Linked DNA regions of Ovis aries: region 2 is linked to region 1. Evidence: chromatin contacts called from public Hi-C data. All regions are on one chromosome and are shown on one strand. Each heading gives the region's core, a stretch centred on a gene start, on an enhancer-like site or on the middle of the called end of the contact. The rest is flanking DNA. Distances are from core to core; before and after follow the strand shown. Region 1 overlaps NINJ2 (ninjurin 2). Region 2 holds the start of RAD52 (RAD52 homolog, DNA repair protein).

Region 1 (5,883 bases), core at 1,143-3,642:
ACCCTGTGGACTGTAGCCTGCCAGGCTCCTTTGTCCATGGGATTCTCCAGACAAGAATACTGGAGTAGGTTGCCATTTCCTTCTTCAGTGTATCTTCCCGACCCAGGGATCGAACCTGTGATTATTGTAGTTGAAAAAAATGGAGGCTCTCCGAGAGCCTGGGTAACTTGTTCAAGGTTTGGCAACACAGATTTTATGCCAGTTCTCTGTTTGCCAGAACCTGTAATTGTAACTCCTACACTTCAGCCTCCCAGAAGATAGATTCCCAGCCTCCAAGGAGTTTAGGATCTAAAGATAGACTCACGTGGCTTCAGATGAAAGAAGACCGAATGTACACTTGCTCAGGGGAGGTATAACACCCTTCTTGGGGCAACACTTGCCTTGGGCTCCTCTGGTCACAGCAGGCTGTGTCCTGAGCCCCTGCAGAAAGGGCCCAACACCCATAATCAAAAGGCTAGAGTTCACACTGCTAAGAGGTGAACCGGGCAGCTGGGAGAATAGGGTTGACAGAGAAACTTTCATCTGGATGTTTTGGGTTTTGACCCCTCTGAGTGTTTGAACTATTATAAAACAACAACAACAAAAATTAAAACAGTATGCAAGACTTCCCTGGTGGTACAGTGAATAAGAATCTGCGTGCCAACGCAGGGGACATGGGTTCCATCCCAGATCTGGAAGATTCCACCTGCTTTGGAGCAACTGAAGCCCGTGGGCCACAACTCTTGAAGCCTGAGTGCCTAGAGCCTGTGCTCCACAACAAGAGAAGCCACCGCAATGAGAAGCCCGCTCACCGCAACGGAGTAGCCCCCTGCTCAATGCAACTGGAGACCCAGCACAATCAAAAGTAAATACACTGGGGCTTCCTGGTGGCTCAGAGGTTAAAGCGTCTGCCTGGAATGCTTGGAGACCTGGGTTTGATCCCTGGGTAGGGAAGATCCCCTGGAGAAGGAAATGGCAACCCACTCCAGTACTCTTGCCGGGAGAATCCCATGGAGGGAGGAGCCTGGTAGGCTACAGTCCATGGGGTCGCAATTTAGAAAAAGAAATATGGACCTCAGGAGGTCAATAATTAATATAAAGCAGAATTCTGTCTCACCTGGGACCCAGCTTCTCCGTGTGTAAAATGAGAATAATAGGCCCTGGTTAGCTCAGAGGCCTGTTGCAAAGATCAATGAGATAATGTGGGTGAATGTGCTTTGAAGACTGAAGTCTTAGAGCAAGGAGATGAGAGGGAAGTCCCTCCCACACAGGCCCACACTCCCACCTGTGGGCGGAGAGGCAACTGAGTGCTGGGTTCTGACTTGGCCTGGCCCCGCCCACACTTCAAGATTCCCCTTTGTCATCTCAGCAGCCCCTCACACCCATCTTTGAAATGGTTCCGCACCCAAGGGGGGCTTCCCAGGTGGCACTAGGGGTGAAGAACCCACCTGCCAATGCAAGAGATGTAAGAGACGTGGGTTCGAGCCCTCGGTCGGGAAGATCCCTTGGAGGAGGGCATGGCAACCCACTCCAGTATCCTTGCTAAAGCCCATGGACAGAGGAGCCTGGGGGCCTACAGTCCATGAGGTTGCTAGGGTCGCTAAGAGTCAGAACACTAAATGCTCACACACGCCCATCCCATTGGAAACCTTTCTCTTCACCTGACGGGAGCCTCTTTCAGGGAGGGAGCTTCTCAGACAAGCCCACCTACCCTGGGTTCCCTGCTGTGCAGACCCGACTCCCCCACCCCCACCCCCTGCCTGGCTGGCTCCCACCTCCCTCTCCAGCCTGTGTCCTGTTTCCCCTCCCTCCCGGGAGGGGCTGAGACTCACCCTCCCTCCCGGGCCACACCACATGACTCACCGTGCCTGAACACACCCCACCCTTCCGCCAGCTCCAGTCCCTCCAGGGCTGAAGGCCTTTCTTCCCCGTGGACCCCCACCCCCAGGTCAGCCCTCCCCTCTTAGACCCTCCTCTCCAGGAGGCCCCTCCAGTGCCTGTTTCCTAGGGGGATTGCATCTTCCATGTTCCTGGGTCCCCACGGTGCCCGGTTCAGTGGCTTGCCCACATTAAAGGCACCAGAAAATGATGACAGCATTGAATTTTTTTATATGAAGGATTTACTTCAAGGAGTTTTTCCAGAAAAGGCAAAAAGAGGGATCTCTGAGGGTGGGGTTGCAGACCCAAGAACTGCTGGGTGAGGGGCGTGGTGCTTGGACAGTGAATATCAAACTGAAGCCCCTGGCCCAGGGGTAGCCCTTTCTCCCGGCCTCAGGGAACAATGACTCAGGCTGGCCGCTGCCACTGGTCTTCAGGCCAAAGCCCGCAAAGGCCCGGAGCCCCGAGGCCTGTGTCTGGGGCCGGCACTCAGCCTGCAGCCTTGCTGTGCCAAGCGCAATGGGTCTCGCCCTTAAAAGTCAACAGTCTCTAATCCACCGCGGGTGGGGTGTCCGCGGGCTGTTCCCGTAATAACACCCAACTGGTCCAGAAGTCTCCTCTCAGGCGGGGGGCGCAGCCTTGCGAGGCGCCAGCGCTCCCCCAGGTGCCCGCGGGCCTTGCCGCCGGCACTTCGACTCCGCTCGGAGACCGCCGGGGGAGGGTGTGCAGCGCCTCCTCGTCCGCCAGGGGGCGGCAGCGCACCGCGCGGCTGGGCCGGAGGGCCGCTGATCCCGCTGAGGTGAGGTGACTTTCTGACAAAAGGCGGGTGAGAGGGACTTCCTAGCGCTTCAGTGGGTACGGCTCGGAGTTCCCAATGCAGGGGGCCTGAGTTCGATCCTTGGCCGGGGGGGATAGATCTCACGTGCTGCAACTCAGACCCAGTGCAGCCAAATTACTCCCCCACCCCCCAAACCCCAACCGCCACCAAGGTTCTGTGTGGATTTGCCACACAGAAACTGCCGAAGAAATGGAGCAGGGGTTATTTCCCAATAAGCATGTGGCCTGGGGGCTTCGAGACCCACCTGGCACTTTGCTCCTGGCTTTGGGGTTCTTGGCAGCATTCCCCAAGCACTCCTGACCCACCTCTGCTCGTGGTAACCCCGCCCCATCCTTCCAGGACCAACACGCTGGCCAGAATTTAAACAATGATAACTGAATACTGAGAATACCGTATACCAGGCTGACCCCCATGAAGTGGATTTTTTCTCTTTTTTTTTGGCCACACCAAGCGACTTGCAAGATCTTAGTTCCCTGACCAGGGATTGGATTTGGGCCCTTGGCAATGAAAGCCCGGAATCTTAATCACTGGGCTGCCAGGGAATTCTTGTGAAGTGGGAATTAACAGTTCCATTTTACACGTAAAGATATTGAGGCTCAGAGATTAGCTGCGCAAAGTCACCAGATAATAAGGGACAGTCCTAGCGCCAGAACCCTACACCTGAATTCTCTTTTCTGTTACACACCTGTGGTTCTCAAATTGTGGTCCCTGAAACAGCAGCACCTGGGCACTTGTTGGAAACGCAGATTCTCAGACACCACCCTAGACCTTCTGAGTCAGAGACGCAGGCTGGAACCCAGCCATCTGTGTTTTCACAAGCCTCCAGGGGATTCCGACGCAGCTAGTGTGAGCGCCGTCCATCGACTCCGCGCTACCACACTGAAGCTGGCGCTTCACATGCCTGCCACCGTCTAAGCTCTGTGCTAGACCCTTCCTTCAGTCAGCTGTCCCTGAATTCCTTTAACAACACCCATTGTACAGACGAGATGGGTGAGGCTCAGAACAGTTCGGTGCTTTTGCCCTGGGATCACCCAGCTGTTGATCTTAAGAGTTGGGATGTGAACCCAGACAGGCTCTGGAGGCTGTGTCCTTAACCACTACAGTCTTTGCATGCATGCTCGGTCCTGTCTGACTCTTTGCGACCGTATGGACTGTAGTGTCTGCCAGGTCCTCTGTCCATGGAATTTTCCAGGCAAGAATACTGGAGTGGGTTGTCATGCCCTCCTCCAGGGGATCTTCCAGATTTAGGGTTTGAACCCACGTCGCTTGCGTCTCCTGCATTGGCAGGCAGGTTCTTTACCACTGAGCCACCTGGGAAGCCCATTATAGTCTTTAGTCCCTGGAAACCCCTCAGAGGTGTACCCTAGTCTGAAGGATGTGGAGGGAATCTTTCCAGCTCTTCTCACTGAACAGGGTGTAAATTCAATCCTGCATTTGATTCCAGCTGGCAGCACAGACCACCAACCCCAGTCCCCAGTACCAGGTGCTGCCCACCCTGTTTATAGGGCCTGACCTGTTCACCCTCAGACTGTCTTCATGTCTTCACTCAAACATTTACAGAGCCTTTCTTGGTTTTGTAGAACCTTAGATTTTGCGGTGAACCTGAGTCCAGATGGGAGGCAACACACAGGTAAATGAAAACAACTCTCAGAACAATTAATCATTAAGCAGATAGGTTCATCAGTACCATTTTGTAGATTCCATATATGTGCATTAATATACAGTATTTGTTTTTCTCTTTCGGACTTACTTCACCTAGAGTGATAGGAAGGGGGATGAAGGCTCAGGAGGGAGGGGAAATAGATTTACATACATATATGTGTGTGCTCAATCCCTTAGACGTGTCCGGCTCTTTGTGACCCCATGGACTGTAGCGCACCAGGCTCCTCTGTCCATGGGATTCTCCAGGCAAGAACCCTAGAGTGGGTTGCCATTTCCTTCTCCAGGGGATCTTTCCAACCCAGGAATCAAACCCATGTCTTTTGCGTCTCCTGCATTGGCAGGTGGATTCTTTACCACTACGACCACCTGGGAAACCATATATATATATAATTATAGCTAATTCACGTTGTACAGCAGAAACCAACACAATATTGTAAAGCTGCTATCCTCCAATTTTAAAAAGTCATAAAGCAAAATATCAACATTCCACATGACGGTGCACATTAATTTTGTACCTTCCCACTGGATGATACGTTTGCAGAAGGTGAGAATTATTTCCTTGGAACCTCAGGCAGTTAGAAGCCACGAGGGCTGTGCCGACAGCCCCTGGCTGCCATCCAGGGTAGCAGACCTCATCAGGAGATCATATCTGACACGGAGATGGGAAAAGGGAAGGTGGTGAATTTCCCACCCCACCCAACCATAAGCAGAGCCTGCCAAGATCCAACATGTCCTCAGCTCCCTGGCATGTCCAGAGGTCCCTGCCCCTCCCACATATCCCTGCTCCCTGCATCCTCTAACATGACAAGGTTTAGCAGAGAATCAAGCGCCTAAAGGGGGAAGCAGAAAGGGAGATAGCAGGGCCTTTTAGTCCCACTCCAGTAGATAAGCTTCACGGGAACAAGGACTTATCTGTCTTGCTCACTGCTGTGTCCCAGAAATCGGCGCCTAGCCCAGCGCACTGGATGAGAGAATGATGGCTCTGTCACCCCTGTGTTCATTCAGAAGGGGCTGAGGGGGCAGGACCACCGAGCAGTGCTCCCTGGACCTCCCACATGGAGCTCTCTGCAGGGACAGGAGGTGGTCGTCTTCCACGGGTGTGTCCACTCCTGACGTGGCCCTGGTGTGACTTCACAGCCTCTGTGTATGTGTGTGTGTCCACTGTCTCTGGAGTGGGCCATGCCTGGTGCCGGGCCCAGACAGGCAGGTGCAGGGCAGGAGATGCTATTGTTCTCACTGCTGCAGCCCAGCTGCCACTCCAAGCAGGTGAGACCCAGAGGGTGGGCACTGGATGCTCATGAATCAAAGCCAGGTGCACATGGCCCTCAAGGTCAGCCAGCCCTGGGACTTCTCTGGTGGTCCAGCCGTTAAGACTCTATACTTCCACTGCAGGGAACGAGGGTTCCATCAGTGGTCAGGGAAACTAAGATCCCTTAAAGGCTGCACAGTGTGACCAAAAAGTAAAAAAAAAAAAAAAAAAAAAATCAGCCAGCTCTGAGTCATATGCCTCCTTGGGCCCAGAGCCT
Region 2 (5,883 bases), core at 1,848-4,347, 280 kb after region 1:
GGGAACAAGTGCACCCCAGAACTGAAGATTAATTGTGCCTAAAACAACCAAGATGATGCTAGGAAGACCAGTGATGACCAATTTGAAGATGACTAAGAGATGACTCTGTTTCTGCATGTAGCCCGCACCGCACCCCCTCTAGCTCTAGCTATAAAAGCTCTCATCCCTTGCTTGTGGGGGCAGGGGTGCAGAGTCAGTCTTTGGACAGATGTCCACCACACTCCCCCTCAGTTGCCGGCATCTGAATCAAAGCAAATTTTCCTTTCCAGCAACCTGGCCTGTCTATTGGCTTTTACGTGGTGAGCAGATGGACCTCCCGTCACACACACATTCGTGTTATCATGAATGAGCCACCTTTCAAAGCTTAAAACTTTAGTCTGTAAACATGGGGGAGCAGTGGAAATTCTAAGTTGAGAATTATACGATATTTTCACCCGGAAATGTTCCTTGTCATCAGTGAATAACTGCAGGAGAGCACAGCTGGAGTCTACATTACAACAGTCAGCAGAGGAAAGGACAGAGGCTCGACCAAAGTGACAGCCACAGATGACAGGTAAGATGGACTCTGTACGTGCATCACTGAGGCTCAGTGATCAGTGAAGTGCTGACTATGAGGATAAAGACTAGCAAGACTAGATACCAAAATTTTTTATTTTCAGTTATGTACATGCTGCTCGCTTGTAGAACTTTTCTTAAATTTAGCAAGAGTAGAAAAAGCATTATTTAAGTAAGAAGAAAAAAGATAGCAAAATGTCCTCTCTTTCTTTAAACCTGACACACCTCACTATACTCTAAACAGAATTAATCTTAAATTTCCACAGCATTTAGACAGACATCACAGCACACAGGTTTCCCAGGTAGCTCAGGGATAAAAACTGGCCTGCCAATGCAGGAGACGCAAGACACATGGGTTCCATCCCTGGGTCAGCAAGATCCCCTGGAGGAGGAAACAGCACCCCGCTCCAGTATCCTTGCCTGGAGAATCCCATGGACAGAAGGCCTGGCGGGCCACAGAGTCAGACACGACTGAACACACAGCCCAGATAACACTATAATCCATTCTACTGCTGAGAACACAGGGGCCGTATACTAACTACTGACTGGATCTCCAGGACTTAGCATAGTCCCTACCCAACTTATAGAATAAAGAGAATGGTAGCTTTATTTTAGCTCTTCTCCACTTCAAAACTGCCAGGGCTTTATTAAAAATGAATACCATGTGTGGATAAAAGTCACAGAAATGGAATGAGCTTCTGAGTAATTAAACTGGTCACAGAGTCCACTCTCACTGGTAGCGCGATCTGTTCTACAGGCACTCTGAGCACGGGCTGACCCAAGACCCAGCCACTGCTCCTGCCGAAACACGGCTAGGTCCCTGACAGCGGGACCCTCCAGTTGCTTCATTTCCATCAACCAGTCAGTAGGAAGCCTTGCTCTGCACGTTTCAATTAAAGGCACCCTATGTAAGTAAGACACAGTGCTGATTCCTTAACACTGAACTCACAGGGGACAGCACCTAACTCACACCTGAACAAAGCTCATTGGAAAGACGCCTGCCTTTCTGCATCAAGTTTGCAGGACCTTCTAGACAGGGGTGGACTTGGGAGGGCGTTATACTAAGTAAGTCAGAGAGAGGACGATCAACACCATGTGATGTCACTCACAGGTGGAACTGAAACAACACAACAAACTAGTCAACAAAAGGGAAGCAGACTCACTAGTGAGCTCAGTGGTGGTACCAGCGGGGGAGGGAAGGAGGAAGGGGCAAGGCAGGGGTAGTTGGAAAACGAGGGTTGTTACACAACCTTATGTGCACGATCTCCTGCGAGCGAAACTGGAAAATTGTAAAGAATTACAGAATTAAAGAATCTTTCAATCATTTTTTAAAAAATGTGCTAAAGAAACAGTGGAATCACGAATAAAAAGTTTAAACTGGCACTGAAGGACAACGAGGCCGCTGGTTTACAGTCCGAAACAAGCAGGCAGAGGTGAGGCCTGCCGGACTTCGGCAGGGACAGCGCGAGGGTCACCCAGCACACCAGCCAGGCGCCCTGAGCACTGGTTCTGTTAGGGGACCGGTCCGTGAACACACAAAACACCGAAGACGCGCTAGGTCTGCTTGGATATGAGCTCCCCCGTCCCCCGGCTCTGCTACATCATCCGTCCGCTCATGTCCAGCCCACCTGGTGCCCATCACTGGACGGCCGGCCTGGCGGCGTCTCCAGCGAGCCCCGCACACGAAGGCTGCTTTGCCCGTGACCGCCAAGGGTCCAGGAGTGCCGCACTGAGAACAGAAAATTGTACAAACCTTCCCGAAGCAACCGGACCCGAGGCTGCCGAAACGCCTGAGCCGGGCCCGGAGCTTCAGGATGGGGGAGAATTTAGATTTCAGAGGTTTGTGCCTCGGTCTGTGAGTCCCCGGGGGGAACAGACCTTAAACGGGCTCGGAGACCAAAAAGCGCAAAAGCCCAAACGCCCATCAGTTAACGGAGAAAGAAAGCAAGGTTCCCCCTCGACGAAACGCCGCCGAGCGGCCGAGGACCGAGGAGCGCCGACCCGGGCCGGACCAGGTGAGCCGCGTCCGCTAACGAGCTGGCGGGGCTCTGGGCGACCCACACGCTCCGCACCAGCGGCGACTGCGGCCCGGCCCGGCGAACGCGCCGAAGGCGCGCAGCGGGTCTCTTCAGACCGAGGGATTCCACCGTGTTTGGATCCTGGCTCGGTTGTTTGAAAGCGCCACAAGGGCTGACTACACGCTGACCTGTCAAACCCCGCCGAGACGCCAACGCCTTCCGGGCCGCAGCCGCTGCCGCCTGGGGCCCGTCGGCGGACCCGCCCTCGGTCCCCGCCCCGGGCATCACTGACCCCGCGGTCCCGGCCCTGGCCGCCCGCTCGCTCGCCCGGCCCGGCGCCCTCACGGCTTATCACACACCGCTGGGCGCGGGACCGCTAAGCCGGGACCCGCGAGGCGAGCTCCCGCCCGGCGGCGACTCCACTTACGCGCCTCAGCCGCGCAGAGCGGACAGGGCTCTGTTCAGACTGAACGCGCAGAAACTCGCTGGGGCACGGCCGCCTGGAGACTCCTGGGAAGAAGGTCTGGGGAGACCGCGCGGACGGAGGAGGCCTGAACGTGCGGAAGGGCACTAAGCACGGCAGCGCAGAGGACTCTGGGAAGAAGGTCTGGGCGTGACCACACGAGCGGAGGCTGTCTGACCGTGCGGAAGGGCCCTAGGCACGATCCGCAGAGGAACCTGAGGAAATCAAGGCGAGACCACGCGCCGAAAGGCGATAGGCACTGCCGCGCAGAGGATCCTGGGAAGAAGGTCTGGCAGAAACAGCGACAGCGGGGGGTGGCTTCAACACGCAGAAGGGCGCTTGAACGGCCGCGCAGAGGACTCTGGGAAGAAGGTTTCGGAGACACTGCAACGGAGGAGGAGGCCTGAGGGGCACGCAGAGGACCATGGGAAGAAGGTCTTGGCGACAACGCCCCGAGGCTGGGCGGCCCGAACCCGATCCTGCTTAGGATGGCTGAGCAGAGGACTGTGGGAACGGAGTAGGTCCAACTGAACTCTCCCCGGACCACTGTGGGGCATAGGAAGAGGAACCGCGAGTCAAGTCAGCAGATGGGAGCAGAGCCATCTGTTGAGAGCCGTCAAGCAAGGTGGCAGTGCGACCCGAACCTCCGTGCCGGCCGCTCGGCTCCCGCATGCCCTGCGCCGCCGTGTCCTCTGCTGCCCCCTGGCGCCCTGCGAGCTCGCGGCACCGACCTCTGCGCCCCAAGCCCAGCAAGGACTGCGCGGGTTGCTTGGCGCCCCCGGTGCATCCAGGCTGCTGTGGTCGTCAGAGCCCGGCAGGGACTGCAGGGGGACTGGCCCTCCGAAACACCCCCCCTGCCGCTGGGTCCCCAGGCCAATGGACTGGTTTCAAATTGGGAAAACACACACACACACACGTCTCTTAGTCGTGTCCCACTCTTTGCGACCCCATGGATTGTAGCCTACCAGGCTCCTCGGTCCATGGCATTTTCCAGGCATGAATACTGGAGTGGGTTGCCGTTTCCTTCTCCATCAAATTAGGAAAGGAGTATTTCAAGGCTGTATACTATCACCCTGCTTATTTAACTTATATGCAGAGTCCATCATGTGAAATGCCAGGCTGGATGAATCACAAGCTGGAATCAAGATTTCCGGGAGAAACATCAACAACCTCAGATATGCAGGTGGTATCACCCTTATGGCAGAATGACTTCCTTGGTGGCTCAGACGGTAAAAGCGTCTGCCTACAGTGCTGGAGACCTGGGTTCGATCCCTGAGTCGGGAAGATCCTCTGGAGAAGGAAATGGCAACCCACTCCAGTACTCGTGCCTGGAAAATCCCAGGGACGCAGAAGCCTCGTAGGCTCCTATCCATGGGGTCACAAAGAGTCAGACACGACTGAGCGACTTCACTTCCTTCCTTCCTTCCTTATGGCAGAAAGCAAAGAGGAACTGAAGGGCCTCTTCGTGAAGGTGAAAGAGGAGAGTGAAAAAGCTGGCTTAAAACTCAACATTCAGAAAATGAAGATAATGGCATCCCATCCCATCACTTCATGGCAAATAGATGGGCAAACAATGGAAACAGTGACAGATTTTATTTTTGGGGGCTCCAAAAGTCACTGCAGATGGTGACTACACGCATGCAATTAAAGACACTTGCTCCTTGGAAGCTACGACCAACCTTGACAGCATATTAAAAAGCAGAGACATTACTTTGCAGACAAAGGTCCATCTAGTCAAAGCTATGGTTTTTCCAATAGTCATGTATGGATGTGAGAGTTGGACCATAAAGAAGGCTGAGCACCAAAGAATTGATGCTTTTGAACTGTGGTGTTGGAGAAGACTCTTGAGAGTCCCTTGGACTGTGAGGAGATCAAACCAGTCCATCCTAAAGGAAATCAGTCCTGAATATTTACTGGAAGGACTGATGCTGAAGCTCCAATACTTTGGCCACCTGATGTGAAGAACTGACCCTTTAGAAAAGATCCTGATTCTGGGATCTTTTCTGGAATTAATGCTTTCAAACTGTGGTGTTGGAGAAGACTCTTGAGAGTCACTTAGACTGAAAGGAGATCAATCTAGTCAATCCTAAAGGAAATCAGTCCTGAATATTTACTGGAAGGACTGATGCTGAAGCTCCAATACTTTGGCCACCTGATGTGAAGGGTCTACTCATTGGAAAAAACCCTGATGCTGGAAAAGGTTGACAGCAAAAAGAGAAGGAGCGGGCAGAAGATGAGATGGTTAGATAGCATCACTGACTCAATAGACATAAATTTGAATAAACTCCAGGAGATAGTAAAGGACAGGGGAGCCTGGCATGCGTCCAGGGAGTCACAAAGAGCTGGACACAACCTCAATAACACCAAACACATACAATAACAACAGCAATAAAACATAAAAAATAGGCAGATTAATATCTGACCTCAGAATGAAGAAAAGCTTTCTAACTGTAAAAGCTGATAAATTAATCATAAAGTAAAAGATGAATAAATGTAGCTACCTATTTAACTTTTTGGACTTCCCTGATGGCTCAGACGGCAAAGCATCTGTCTATGATGCGGGAGACCTGGGTTTGATCCCTGGGTTGGGAAGATCCCCTGGAGAAGGAAATGGCAATCCACTCCAGTACTATTGCCTGGAAAATCCCATGGACAGAGGAGCCTGGTAGGCTACAGTCCATGGGGGTTGCAAAGAGTCGGACATGACTGAGCAACTTCATGTTCATATTTAACTTTAGCTTCTGAAGAATAAATAAGAAAAAGGAGGAAATATTGACATGTATGATGAAGTGTATTCATATATAAAAAGTACTAACAACTCAAGAAATTAGACAAATGAAGTTGAGT

The links. Hi-C and Micro-C count contacts between places; a contact is called where the count stands out from the background.
Region 2: a Hi-C map of liver shows a contact between it and region 1, with 4 times the contacts expected there. The contact joins the promoter of RAD52 here to the enhancer-like site in region 1. A contact is called at or near these places in 6 of 16 Hi-C or Micro-C datasets (blood, hypothalamus, liver and 2 more).

What each region holds. Positions count from the first base shown.
Region 1 is chr3:213,281,344-213,287,226 of ARS-UI_Ramb_v3.0, forward strand. All of the region lies in intron 1 of NINJ2 (ninjurin 2), which reads right to left. It overlaps LOC121819225 (a long non-coding RNA gene), which reads left to right. Exons shown (of 4, transcript XR_009600028.1): 1 at 1-2,656; 2 at 4,276-4,325. Among named protein-coding and RNA genes, the nearest start is that of NINJ2, 62 kb to the right of the region's middle. Within about 2 kb of position 2,393, at least 14 of the 54 cell types and tissues checked have an H3K27ac peak or open chromatin away from gene starts, as enhancers often do. A contact at or near this core is called in liver, where this site is marked.
Region 2 is chr3:213,561,490-213,567,372 of ARS-UI_Ramb_v3.0, forward strand. It overlaps RAD52 (RAD52 homolog, DNA repair protein), which reads right to left and starts at 3,098. Exons shown (of 10, transcript XM_060413511.1): 1 at 3,001-3,098.